Linked DNA regions of Zea mays: region 1 is linked to region 2. A link is a contact called in public Hi-C data. All regions are on one chromosome and are shown on one strand. The core of a region is the stretch at or near the end of the contact, and the rest is flanking DNA. Distances in the headings are between cores, read along the strand shown.

Region 1 (7,456 bases), core at 3,987-6,486, 390 kb after region 2:
AGTCAGAGAGTCCCTTCATGTGGCGATTGATGGCCACCTAAAGGTTGCACGTGCTAGTGTTAATTCCAAAGCAATCAAAACTGTGGATGATAACTACTTTGGATCTTATAGTTCATTTGGTATCCACAGGGAGATGCTCGGTGATAAAGTAGGTGAACTCTTTCTGGATTTGTAGTCAACAAGTTCATATGAAATATTTATTTCTATTCACGTACGGTATGTATTTGTGTGGTCTGAAAACACCGAATACTCTGAATAACCTTTTTCAGGTCAGAACAGATGCTTACAGAGATGCAATTTTAGGCAATCCTAGCCTAATAAGTGGAGCAACTGTACTAGATGTTGGTTGTGGCACAGGAATTCTAAGGTATAAAAGCATTCACCATATGATGATCACCTACTGATTACTTATACGCGTGGGGGGTAGTTTATCTTAACCATGAAACTTAATGATGCAAGCTTTGGATCCCGTAAAAGCAAATAGGCTTCATATTGCTCATCTGGAAAACATAACCACTGGAATAATAGTTCACAAGAAAGGTCTGGGTTGATAATTGTACTCAAGTGACTGGTTATGGATAATTTTGATTTGGTTGCACATTAAGGTCCTAAGTAGGTACAGTGCTCATAAGCCTGATCTAGTTCATAATTTAACTCGATGATCTATATCTAAAGTTTATAAGGATTGGTAAAACAAAATTGATATTTATTGATTCATTATCTAAAGTATTTTGATGACATATAGCTGTTTTGATTTAAGATGCTTATGTAGATATTGCTAGTCAATTTTGTTTTAAAAACGACTTAGTAGTTAGGGAAAATCTAAATCTCTACTATTATAATGTGGGAATTTCTTCCCGCGTCGTTCCACCCCATGTGCACCCGCGAATGAAAAATCCAAATAATATGCACTCGATGGGATTTGAACCCAGGTTGCGCAGAACGACTACCGCCTCCTAACCAATTTATTGGCTTGTGCTATATAAAAGATGCGTATTATAAATATATGTATACTAATAATTTTGAAATAAAAAATTGTGACAGGTCGGGGGCCCACAAGAAAACTACCCAGGCACGGTACAGGCCCACTTTCGATCGTGTCGGGCTGGGCCGTTGCACTATTAAATGAGTCCTGTCTTAGGCTAGCCCGCTAGGCACAACCCATTTAGTCATCGATAGTCCAGTACCTTCTCACTCACCGTCCCTGATATCGCATTGTTTGACCCCACACCGCAATTCAAACTCACCTAATTTATAAGTTTGGATCGTGTTTGGATAACTGTCTCGTTTAAGCAATGTCTGTTTGTATGATATACACGGGCAACTAACTAGTAGACTTATATTTGTCATAAGTACCCCCTCCGTCCCATAATATAAGGCGTAACAACTTTTTGTTCTTGTCCCATAACATAATACATGCTCTCTAGACACACATACATCGATGCAGTAGTAATAGTGTTGATAGAGAGAATTAAATACATTTTTTGGACTTTGAACCAGAGGTGATTACACCTTATATACTGGGACGGAGGGAGTAAGTACTAAAGCTAGAACACCTTTACTATCATGACCAGAAAGCACTGCATGTTATATAGTGGTCATATTTCTGAAGTCCAAGGATGGTCATAAAAATAAGCAAATGGCTACCTTTTTTATGCATGATGAATTGTTAATTTTGCATGTGCGGCTGTTGATATGCCCCCTATCTACAGTCTTTTTGCAGCTAGGGCTGGTGCATCTAGAGTTGTTGCTGTTGATGGGAGTGCAAAGATGGCTTCTGTGGCTACCCAAGTATGCCACTTTTCTCTTCAAAATTGTATTAAAGTACCAACCTCTTTGTACCATGAGTAACTTATAGGTACTGCATGATGCAGGTTGCAAAGAATAATGGTCTGTTGTATGATGAGAACGTGGAAGCAGAACAGAAGCAAGGCAGTGCTCAAGTTATAAGTGTCGTACATACAAAGGCTGAAGAGCTAAACCAGAAAATACAAGTCCCACAAAATGGCTTTGATCTATTAGTGAGTGAATGGATGGGATATTGCCTGCTGTACGAATCCATGCTAAGTTCTGTCATATATGCACGTGATCATTTTCTAAAACCTGGTGGTGCTATTCTCCCAGATACTGCAATGATTGTAAGTCAGTTGCTTCCTTGTATTCTGTCCTGTATTTTCTGCTGTTTGACAACTCGTGCCTGATCCACCCTTTAGCTTGGTGCTGGCTTCGGGAAAGGTGGAACTAGCTTGCCATTTTGGGAAAACGTATATGGCTTTGATATGTCATGTATTGGCAAAGAAGTAACTTCAACTTCAGCTCGATTTCCTGTAGTTGATGTACTGTCTTCTCAGGATATTGTGACAGAGACTGCTGTACTCCATGTAAGTTCCTGTAACTGTGCATATTTACTTAGGCCCTGTTTGAATGTACTAGAGGCTAGAGCTAATAGTTAGCTGGCTAAAAAGTTACTAGTGGAATTAGCTGACTAACAAATAGCTAGCTAACTATTAGCTAATTTTAGCTGGGTTGAACGAACTAATTACTAATGGGTATTTGAGGATGTAGCTAATAGTTAGCTGGACTCTATTAGTTGGGGGCTTTTGGATGTCTCCAACTAAAAGTAGCTAATAACTAAACTATTAGTTGGGTTGTTTGGATATCTCTAGCTAATTTTAGCAACTAACTATTGGTTCTAGCGCATTCAAACAGGGCCTTAGTTTCACTTCTGATGTTGAATTTGTTAAATGTCTGTAGAGCTAGATATCAATCTGGGTGTTAACTACCCTATGGAGCATTTGGCAGGGCTCCGGAAGTCCGGATTCTCGTAGAAACGTTTTGGATATGATGAATCAGAATCACTTTGTGAAACCACTTGACTGATAGGCTGTGTACGAATTCACAAAAAAGTCAAATAAAAATATACTTCAAAAACATCCAACCTTTTTCCTGGATGAACCACTTAAATACAACCCATTTTAACTTGGCCCGCTTAAAAAAGGTTAATTGAAAAAATATGAGGTGGAGAAGGAAGAATGAGTCACTAGAAACCACCATTTCACCGTTTCTCTCCCATAGTACAAAAGCAAGAAAGGTTTTGCTCCAGAATTGCTATGTCCTTTATGCGTTTGGCACCGATTCCTGCTGTTTCTCGCTAGAAAAGGGAGCAGAAAGGCTGCCAAACGTGCCCTTAATGTGATGCACGTGTTTCTTTGTACAGGGAAAATTTGTGGTACTTAATGCTAAACTGCACTTTTTAAAAACCACCTTGTAGCTCCATAGAACTATTTTTAGCAACCTTTTCTTTTGTAAAGTTACACTTTGAGGTCTGAGGAATCAAGTTTAGAAAACTAAACCTCTGTTATAATGCTCTATCACAAAACCACATTTATTGTCATTTGTATGGAAAAACTACACTTTTGAGATCTGATTACCTGAAGAGTGAGGTTACAAAACACTGTTGGGGTGACGAGTGACCCTAAGGCTAACTATCAAGCAGGTGGAGGTGACTTGTGATCTAAATCTAACTATGAAGAAACAGATCGTGGGCGGCTCGCCTTAGTAATCACAGAACCAACTTGACATGGTTATTGACCTTGCTATCTGAAAACAAGGTCCAATTTATGCAACCTGACTTTGGCAAAACTGGAATATATTAAGAACAATCTCGACACATGTGGAATTCTCAAAGGCTGTCTTGCATGAGTCATCTGACACAACTGAAGTACAATGTTTGCACAATTCTCTCCCATCCCTTCCAAATCTGCCTAAATGTGGTCTTTATTACATGGGCCTAGCTCAGAACAGGTGGCACACCACCCCTTCTGTTTCGCTCTCATTTTTTTATGTCTTCACCTTCATTCCTTACAAGAATCACAGAATTGAGTTCGTGTGCACAAGACCGAGTGGCTAGTCATTGCATGTCTGTTGTAGCTGGTGGTGTGGTTTGAAATTTGAATTGAAGGACTGATGTCCTCACAAAAAAAAGTGTAGTTTGTCAAAAATGATTCAAGTCTATATTTTGATGCCTATGTTGATAAAAATCAAGTTTTGTGAAACTGGTTTTAGAAAGCGTAGTTTTGTAAAAAAAAATGAATTGTAGTCTTGTAGTATTTTCTGTACTTCGAGTATTCTGTAAAATTTGCTCAAATGCCACTTTGAATTAAGAGATTTATACTAACATGTTGCTTCTGTTTTTTGTATTCAGTCCTTTGATCTTGCAAGTATGAAGGAAAGTGAGATGGATTTTACTGCAAGCTTTGAGCTGATGCTCAGTGAAAGTAGTGCCACTGTGTCAGGAGTGACCTGGTGCTATGGCATTGTCTTGTGGTTTGACACGGGGTTTACCGACAGATTCTGCAAGGAGAAGCCTGTTGTCCTCTCCACCTCTCCCTTCTCTACACCAACTCACTGGTCACAGACAATCTTCACCTTTGAAGAGCCCATTGCAATGGCGAAGGAGGAATCAACCCTGGGTTCATCTGCATTGGCTGGCACAGATGAGTGCCCAGCTACGGCGCTCAGGTCTCGGATCAGCATCGTGAGGGCATCTGAGCACCGCAGCATAGACATATCGGTTGAAACCACAGCAATCAGTTCAGATGGCCGGAAGCGCAGCTGGCCTGTTCAGATATTCAACTTGTGACCAATCATTATACCTCTTTGGGCTTCCTACCACCACAAGCAATTGTTACTAGAATTTGTCTTGGTCGTTTAAGTTTTGCACACTGAATGGAGCACTTTGTGCTACTGATTTTTTGGTAAAACGATGATCGTGAGAATTAGATTGGAAGGCTTTCTGGAATGGTTAGGGTGTAATGTTGTACAATAATCTAATTCGCATTGGTTTGGCCCTAGTTCAGTTGAATGATGTTGACGGGGTTGAAGGCAAACATAATGTATTTGTTGTAGTCATCAAACGTGTTGCGCACAATTCACAAACAGCAATGGCATGTAGCTGTTTATCTAACCGATGCACACCTGCATTGTACTTTAAAATTAAACAAAAAAAGTAGAGCTTATGGAATCAGTGTATATGATATGATGCCCTCCATTCGTAAGCTACTAAAGTTTAAGTAGTACACTTTTTCTCTTTCCAACCTCTTTCGTTATTCTTTCCATTACGAAACGAGAAAGTAATACTTTTTTTCAACACGGTCGTAAGCAATGACGTGGAAATATTAGACTCCCACACGTATATTACAACAGCTGTGCTGCTAGGCACCCACTCCCCAGTCAAGGCATATCCATTCCATGGATCTCGCGTCCCTGCTCCTCTCCCAGCTGCTGCTGCTTCCGGTGGTAACGGTTGTCTCCGGCGAGACCGCCGCGCACCCGGGCTACGCGCACGCTGAGGAGGCATGCAGCGGTATGCTAGAGGCAGAGGCGGAGAAAGCAACGGTGCTGGTGCCTGCGCCGGAGCGGCGCGAAGAGTTCGACGGCGGGCGGATCGTGGACATCAGCCACTACTACCGCGAGGACATGCCGGAGTGGGAGTCATCAGAGGGCTCCGGCGAGTTCCTGCAGCTGGCGCGGTCCATGCGCAACGGCTCCGACATCGCTAACTTCTCGGAGCTCCGGCTCACTGCGCACTCCGGCACCCACGTCGACGCGCCGGGACACGTCTTCGAGCACTACTACGACACCGGCTTCGACGTCGACACCCTCGACCTCGCTGTCCTCAACGGTATATTGCTATCAATGTTGCTTTCAGCATTTACTGTACTTTAAGAAGGGTTTATTTTTCTCCAAAAGTAAGTAAAAAAAATGAGTTGAAACGGTGTGCAGGACCAGCGCTGTTGGTTGACGTTCCCAGAGATAAGAACATCACAGGTAAAATAAAAAGACACAACAGACCAACATTTACTTTTGAGTACTACTGTCTACTGCAGTACATACTTTGCTCGTAAATTAGCATTAGCCAAAATCCTCACCTTTTTTTGGTAGGATTATATTATTTGGCTTAGAGAATGTTTTTATAACAAAATAACAATAATAATAAGATTGTCCAATCAAATTCTTTCAGTTTACCAGCAGCTTCATGAAACTTGAGATGATGACTAGCTCTAAGAATTCTTATAGTTGTAGCTGTGTAAACAACCTAACTCTAGATACGTACATATGACCATCCATAACCCTACTATTTTTTTAGTAAATAATAATTAGATACTTCTATTCTGTTATCTAAAAAAATATTTCCATAAGAGGTTCAAATTCTAAATTGCAGGTGGGTATCATGGTGTTTAGCATAGGTTTTAAACGACCAAGCATTATCTAACGTCCCATGATGTAGAGTCAATTGATGATTACAAAAATATAGGCATATAGCTAGACTTTTGGAATGGTTAACATAACTCACAAGCACTTTTGGATTAAAAATGTTCTTAATATGATGGTGTGTAACATGACTTTAGTTCAAGACAAGTCACAAAATATTGCCTATTTTTTTATTGTAGCTGATGTTATGGCATCCCTAAACATTCCTAAAGGTGTTCGACGTGTACTCTTTCGGACCCTAAATACAGACAGGTATGTTTTAGGCTGTCTCCAGCAGCGTCCCCTAAATTTCGTCCCCTAAAGGAATATTCTCTGTCCTTTACAGAACACTCTAAAAGATTCTGTCCTCTATATATTCTCCGTCTCCAGCAGCGTCCTCTAAATTCCGTCCCCTAAAGCTACAGTGTTAACAGATTCACATTTTCCATTTCTTTTTCATTTTTCTTTGTTTTCTTCTCATTTGACGCTACATAAATGATACGTAAAAATTGTATTTATTAATTTTGAAAGTAATAAATTCGAAATGTCAATATTAATTACATTGCTTGTTTTGTTGTTGTGTAATTGTTGTCGATAACGCGCCACATAGTATAATATCGTTGGCAAAATATGTTTTCAAATGGACAAGCTTGCACCGTAAGCCCGTACTCTTCTTCGAGAAGCCATAGCCTAGCTTCTCTTGCACGAGAAGCGCATGGCTTCTACCGAAGCGTACTTCCTCTATAAATACCAAGTGAGCCTTCCATACTTCACTCAACCTTGCCTTTACAAACTCCACAACCATGAATCCCTACTTAGAAAACAATTTTCTTGTGCGGTTGATGGAAGAAATGGAAGAGGAAGAAGAAGAGTTGCAGTTGGCGAGGCACATGGTCAATAGGAGGCGACGTGTACGCAATGAGCGTCGTCATGGTGGTTCGATTCCAGGGCGTGTTAGGATTCATCGTGATCACATGAGCGGCGATGCAAGAATCCGAGCGGACTACTTTGGAGCCAACCCGGTGTACACGGATGCTCAATTTCGTAGGAGGTATTTACAATTAACACATTCTTTTTACCATGTACAAAACTTCATGACCCCTATTATGACACATGAAATGTATGGTAGGTTCCGCATGCGTCGCCATGTCTTTGAGCGCCTTGTTGATGTTGTGCAACAAGTGGATCCTTATTTTATTCAGCG
Region 2 (6,893 bases), core at 2,432-4,931:
AACATTATCATCAGATGAGAACCTTTCTGTTGCTTTTGTATTGTTCTTATGTCATTCCATTGCTTTTGTGACAATACTTTTATATCAATGGGATGTCCGTGATTGCTAAATTGGGTTATTTTTGTGCTTCCAGGGTTTGGAAAAGGTTCTGTACGGACACATGGTCAAAGTCTGCAATGATCAGTACAGTTTGACTAACAAATATACTGATGGCTGGCTGTCTTCAGGTATTCTCGTTTGAACATTATAGCACTATATGCTGCCCCTGATAATGTGACAGGAGAATTGGCTCGTAGTTTCTGAAAATTCTGCAACCCTTCTCCAATGGTGGATATATTTAAGTACGCTTCCTTGAAGCTTAAAAACCTATTTATTACACTTAAGGAACTAAAGTCTCTTCTCAACCTGTCATATTGTGCTATTTTTTAATCAAGAAAAATGAGTACCCTAAAAAACCACCAAAATTTTATGACGTTACAGTTGGTTCATGCGTCGTATTATTGGATAGCTTAGCACATAGAGCGGTTGAGATGGCACCTAATATAGCATGTTCAGGTTCTAGAATGTCTTCGTAATCTGCATTATTCCCCATATAGTGCTGGGAACTACAATTCTCACGCTGGTGTACCCGGCTGCATTTACATGGTTCACTACCAGGTATGTCATGCAAGTTTTTGCTCTCTATTAGTCCAAATTCACTTATCAATCTGTTAGCATGGAATAAATTCGTGGGATCAATGATCCATATAATTTATGGTATTTCCTTCATTGCTTTGAACTGAAGTATGGGAGGGAGCTGTTAGATTGGACAGTTCCCTTATGTTTCTGATCTTTGTCTCCCACTTTGATCAACTTATGTATTAAAGGTCTAAATTCATGCTTCTTTATATTATGCAGATTCCCCTTCCAAGGCTCTGTGCAGCTGTTCAGCCATTTCTCCCTTCGATGTCGGTGTTTGCCACTGCTCTGTGTGTTGGATCACCATTGACAATAAATATCAAGGTTGTTTTGTCGCCTTTTGGATTAACCATATTGTTGCTCCTTTTTTCATTCCACACCTCATCTTTCGTAGTTTACTGACATCAAGATTGAGATCAAACGTGTCCCCAAGAAGACAACCCTGATCAAGGCGATGGAGGAAGCTGGTAACGATAGAGCTTATGCTGTGGACCTCTTTAGCACCGCCACACTTTATTCATCTTCTATATTATAGATGATTGCCCATAAGAGAATGGTGACACTTATTTGACCTCTTGCTATTCTTTTTTCAGATGTGAAGACCAAGTGGGAGAACAGCTCATGGGGCAAGAAGCTGATTGTCCAGAAGAGGAGAGCATCGCTCACCCAACGTACATAATCGGGCAGATTGTTCTCATCAAGCAGCACACCAGGCTCCTAGGACAGATGAGAGGAGCTTCACACCCTGATAGCAGCGGTGGTCATCGGGCACCCACATCCATGCTCATCCCCTACATCCTACCAGGGGGTTGTGAGTACCAGGGGCACCCTGATAGCTTCACGCCCTCATATTAGAGTGATCGATTGCCAAGGCAGGATTCAAAACAACAATCAGTAGTACTGAAATTTGTGGAGTCTATTTGGAGTATGTTGTGTAGTCCTTATGTATGTGACTGAATTGTATCCTTGGTTATGTGTGTTGTGAGAACTTGCTTATGTATCCCTGGTTATCTGTGATGAATTTATATCCCTGCTGTTTCTATTGCACTTCATTATGTTTGGTTGATCATGAACCTACAGTTTGAGGTCATATTCATGATTTTGTATCCTTGCCTATTTTTGTTTTCATGAACCTGCAGTTTGAGGTCGCATAAAAACCTGGAGTTTAAGGTCACTTAACTAGCTCCACCGCCTGCAGTTTGAGGTCACCTTGCAACAACAACAGTTTTGGTTTCACAATTATTTTGACACATGTTCAAACACACAATGACATGAATCTAAACTGAAAACACAAGCAAGTGCAGGTTCTGACAAGTGCAGGCATATTCTCACACATTCACTTCGCTGAAACTTAAAACACACATGTTCTCACATTAAACTGAAAACACACATTTGCTACTACACATAGGCTATTGTGCGAGAACACACATTTGCTACTACACAATCACTTGATGACCCCAATCAATTTCAGGGACCTGCAAAACAATTATTTTATGTTATGTAAACCATTGCTCTGTGTATGCTAAACCCTGAATACATGAAAGAACTATAATAACAGAACCCTAAACCGATAGGTACAAATGTGCTACAAATTAAACAACTAATGGTATGGATCTAACCTCAGTTCCATTAATAGTTGTAGGATCTGAAAATCCCAAATTCAGACTTGAAGTAGAGGAATCCAAAACAGCAACAACATCCATTGCTTCACAATGTGCACCAGCAAGAACATCAGTGCCAATCCCATCCAATCCTCGTCAGTTCTAAAATTGTCTTAAACATCACTTCGCCACCCAATCCTCGTCAGTCCTTGCCACCAATAACATTTTCTTATAACAGTATAACACACATTTTGTATATAAGTTATCATGGTATTATATGTCCCCGTTGCAACGCACGGGCACTCACCTAGTATACAATATATATATATATATATATATATATATATATATATATATATATATATATATATGTGTGTGTGTGTGTGTGTGTGTGTGATTTTCAGATTTAGGATTATATTATTGTCCCTTAGACCATTTTAGTGAGAGTTTTATCATAGTTTCATTTTTATTAACTTAGATAACATATCACCATATTTATGATATAACACGATATTTATGATGAGAGAGATAGAGTTTTATGATAGAAGAGAAGGTTTTATCTAAATGAAACTTAAGATACACGATTTTATAGATAAAATTTGGTGTGTCACTTTTGAAAACTGTGCAATAAAACTTTCAATGGAAATGACCTTAGCTGTCTTTTGTCAGCAGAAAACTGATTAAAGTGCTCAATGTTGTACAAGCCCTAGTTGGAGCCTAAGGCTGTCAACAGCCACGTACGCCAGGCCGCCCCCTCCCCTTGATCTGGCGGCTACAGGAGCCCTCCACGGCTGCAACGACGTCCTCTACAAGACCCTCTAGCCAGCAGATGTGAATAGGAAACGGCCACAGCCAGCGTGAGGCCGCCATCCCTTTATTCACTGTTCATTCGTACGGTGCTTTTTTAATAAGTGAAGAAAAAATGATAATAGATGATGAATATGGTTAGATAATGATATTTTATAGTTATAGTGGGTATAGGGAGAAAATATAGAGGGAACCGGTGTGGAAGATAAAAAATAAGATAAAATGTTTATGATGTGACTTAAAAAAATGATATATGGGAAAAATTTAGAGAGAACTAGGACAACAACTAAGTGCTAGTTTGTCCATGTGTTTGGAGCAGTAGACCAAGTAGGCTAGGCACGAAAAGACCTTACTCACCGGTCATTCAAGAGACGGATGGAGAGGCACTAGTGTGCAGAGTGCAGTGCAGCTGCTGCGTGTCGCTGCTCCTGTCTGGGGAACCCAAAAAGATGTTGGAGGGAAGCCCAAAAAATCAAAGCCCTGGACGGCCCTCCTCACCACGCCGCTCGCCGCAGCACTAAAGAAGCCGCTGTTTTGCATGCGTGTCACTCTCTCTCTCTCGCTCCTCCCTCTCCCTCCCCGTTCTCTTTCTATCTCCTGTTCTCCTCTCAAACCTCAATAAAACCACGCTTTCCCTCCTCTCCACTTCGGATTCTGCTCTGCCTTCGCCTCGTCACTACCCACGCCACTGCATAGACCGAGAAAAAGGACGAATTTTTTCCTCGCCGCAACCTCACACCATGGAAGAGGCGATGCCGCCGCCGCCGCCGCCGCTCTCATCTTCCTCCTCCGCCGCCGTGGCCTGAGCTCTCCCATCGCTCGCTCTCTCCATCGGGCCTACCTATCCTAGCAGTGAATAAGTCATGGCAGCTTTCGCCGCGTTGTTCGACCCCCTCTACTGCCCGGAGGAGCACCTCGATCTGTACCACGAAGGACCCGTCGAGGTTGTGGACGAGCAGTGGCAGGACCAGCGCGGACAGCAGCAACCGGCGGCTCTTGACGACGAGCTGCCGGCGCTGTTCGAGGCGCTCCGGGACAAGGAGGGGGTGGTGCTGGCGGGTGATGGGGAGGAGGATGGGTACGGCGGCTCGGCAGGCCGGGAGGCCGCAGTCGGCTGGGCGTCACGCGCCGCGGCACGGCTGGGCTTCTCTGCGCTCACTTCCGCGCTGTCCGCCGCCTACCTGGACCGCTGCTTCCTCCCCGGGGGCGCGCTCCGTCTCGGCGACCAGCCCTGGATGTCGCGCCTCGCCGCCGTCGCCTGTGTCGCGCTCGCCGCCAAGGTCGAGGAAACGCGCGTGCCGCTGCTCCTCGACCTCCAGCTCTGCGCCGCCGCCAGCTCCGACGCTGACGCAGCGGACGCGGACGTGTTCGAGGCCAAGACGGTGCGCCGGATGGAGCTGCTCGTTCTCTCCGCGCTAGGGTGGCGGATGCACCCTGTCACGCCCTTCTCCTACCTCCAGCCTGTCCTCGCCGACGCTGCGATGCGCCTACGCAACTGCGAGGCCGTCCTGCTCGCGGTCATGGCCGGTGCGTGCTTCTCCTCGCGAGTTCCAGGCTTCCAGCCAACGTAGCGTTGTTGCATTTCCGTGCCAAAGACTTGTTTTTTATATTCCAAAAAAATATGGCAGATTGGAGGTGGCCTCGGCACCGGCCCTCGGCGTGGGCCGCCGCCGCATTGCTCACCACAGCCGGCGGCGGCGACGACGACTCGGAGCTGCTCGCGCTCATCAATGCCCCCGAGGTCAGCGCAGCGCAATGCTATAGCATCAGCGGTAGCACTGTAGGTTGCTGCATCCTTCTTGTTGTGAGACCGCGTTGCTTACCAACCATTGGACGCATCGCAGGACGAGACCGCGGAGTGCGCCAAGATCATCTCCGAGGTGACAGGCATGAGCTTCCTTGTCTGCGACGTCGGCGGCATGATCGCCGGGAATAAGCGTAAGCACGCGGCGGCGCGGATGTACTCGCCGCCGCTGAGCCCGAGCGGCGTGATCGGCGCGCTGTCCTGCTTCAGCTGCGAGAGCTCGTTGTCCGCCACAGCGGACTCGCGCACCCTCGCTACTACGGCTGCGGGGGTCGGCCCGTGGGCACCGTCAGCGCCCGTGTCCGTGTCGTCTTCCCCTGAGCCCCCAGGTCGGGCCCCCAAGCGCGCTGCGGCGGCGGGGGTCCCGCATCCGCTTCCCCCCGACGAGGAGAGCCGCGACGCCTGGCCGTCCACCTGCGCCGCGTGACGCACCGTGCCGGAACGGTGCCTATGGCGAGATCCCCCGCTCAGGTAGTCAGGTGGCGGTGGGGATATAAAGGAGCATCAGAATCTCGCGCCGGTGACGAGAACGAACCATTTTGCCCATTGCCGCGAGAGATGGGGGGCTAGATTGCAAGAAGAAAAGGATGTAATGTCTGCATGCTCATGTATGGCAGCACATTTTGCAATGATGGTTCTCGATCGTAACTGTTTGGGGGGATCGTAACTGTTCGGCTGGCTACAAGCCGACACTGTTGCAGCTGTTTGGACTGCTGCAGCTGCAATCCATAGAGAGAAAAATACTGTAGAAGCCGCAGCCGCAGCCGGATTGCAGCCGCAGCAAGCCGCAGCGAACAAGCTTATTATTAGTTGCAATTGTAGTGTTGCTAGTTCTTGTTGGTTCTTGGCATTGCTTGCTTGGAAGGCCAATGACAGGGGCCGCCTTTGTCCTGACCGTGCTGCTGCGACCACTATGTAGCAGCACTGCCTCTCTCTGCGCCTGCCGCCTGCGTTGCTTCTCGATTTCCATTTCCCTCCTCTCTCTCTCGATCTCGATCTCGATCTCTCTTTTGTTGATGCAAATGCTGTAGGTCTCCGCTACCGTCCATGAAAATGTAAACACTTTGAGATGAGCCTTCGTTAAGTCGCACACGGGAGATAAGACTTCGTTAAGTCAATAGTCTAGTTCTAAGGATGAACAGGACCATATACGGTCAGACTATGCGACATCAACTATATATACGGTCAGACTGCTATAATATATCGACTGTATCAGTTTTTCATCCGAGCGTTATATCAGTTTTCTCTATAAACTTTTAGTTGATATAAAATATGTCATTTTATTTAAAAATATATTTTATTACATAAATAAATAAAATCACATAATTTATAAAAAACGATTAAAATTTATGTAACTTAAACATAAAAATAAAAATTACATAATTTATAAATATAATTAATAAACTACTACTCATCTTTCTCTTGTACCTCACCATCACTTCTTCCCCCACTAAATTAAGTTGCTTTGTTAACGTTTTCATAGCTAATATATTGGTCATTTTCAGACAATAATATGAAGGAAGATGGGTGAAATGGAGTGTGAGGGCTGTGAATGTACCTAAACATCCTCTCCATTTATAGGATGGATTCTAGATTTTTTTATTTTTTTACTTCAAACGATTGAAAATAGATACAATGCAAGGCTAGTTGATGTAGCGCACGTGTGGACCAATCAAAACGTGCCACCTCAAAAAATTTAATTGATTGGATCAGTACTAGCCAAACCGACCAATTAGGAATGACTGTTAAGCCTGTCGATCAGTGTCGATCCCATCATCCGAGGTATCGATTGGTATCACCTATAGGTATCTATCGACTCTGGCTCCAATGTGGTCCGTACCTATTGATAGGTAGAACTGAGCAACATCTAGCTGAGCTTGATATCTACTCTCATAAGAGCAAGTATAATAAAATGGTGTAGGCGGGCTATAAGAGATGACACGTCAAATTTATGATAATGTAGAAGAAAGATAAATGAACAGAGAATGGAAGCAGATTGATCA

What was found. A called contact is a pair of places that touch in the nucleus more often than the background predicts.
Region 1: a contact with region 2 is called in a Hi-C map of endosperm, with 2.6 times the contacts expected there. The contact joins the promoter of LOC100274378 here to the promoter of LOC100502214 in region 2. A contact is called at or near these places in 5 of 25 Hi-C or Micro-C datasets (ear, endosperm, leaf and 2 more).

The regions. Positions count from the first base shown.
Region 1 is chr7:51,270,205-51,277,660 of Zm-B73-REFERENCE-NAM-5.0, forward strand. It overlaps LOC100274378, which reads left to right and starts at 5,237. Exons shown (of 7, transcript NM_001148738.2): 1 at 5,237-5,683; 2 at 5,785-5,829; 3 at 6,453-6,525. The coding sequence starts at 5,251. LOC103632361 (probable protein arginine N-methyltransferase 3) reads left to right here. Exons shown (of 7, transcript XM_008654177.3): 2 at 1-148; 3 at 270-367; 4 at 1,713-1,791; 5 at 1,875-2,138; 6 at 2,214-2,381; 7 at 4,205-4,930. The coding sequence ends at 4,642.
Region 2 is chr7:50,880,769-50,887,661 of Zm-B73-REFERENCE-NAM-5.0, forward strand. LOC100502214 (cyclin10) reads left to right here and starts at 3,682. Exons shown (of 3, transcript NM_001196691.1): 1 at 3,682-4,613; 2 at 4,715-4,827; 3 at 4,931-5,459. The coding sequence starts at 3,950. The coding sequence ends at 5,317. LOC118473020 reads left to right here. Exons shown (of 10, transcript XM_035961228.1): 8 at 134-227; 9 at 597-657; 10 at 898-988. The coding sequence ends at 988.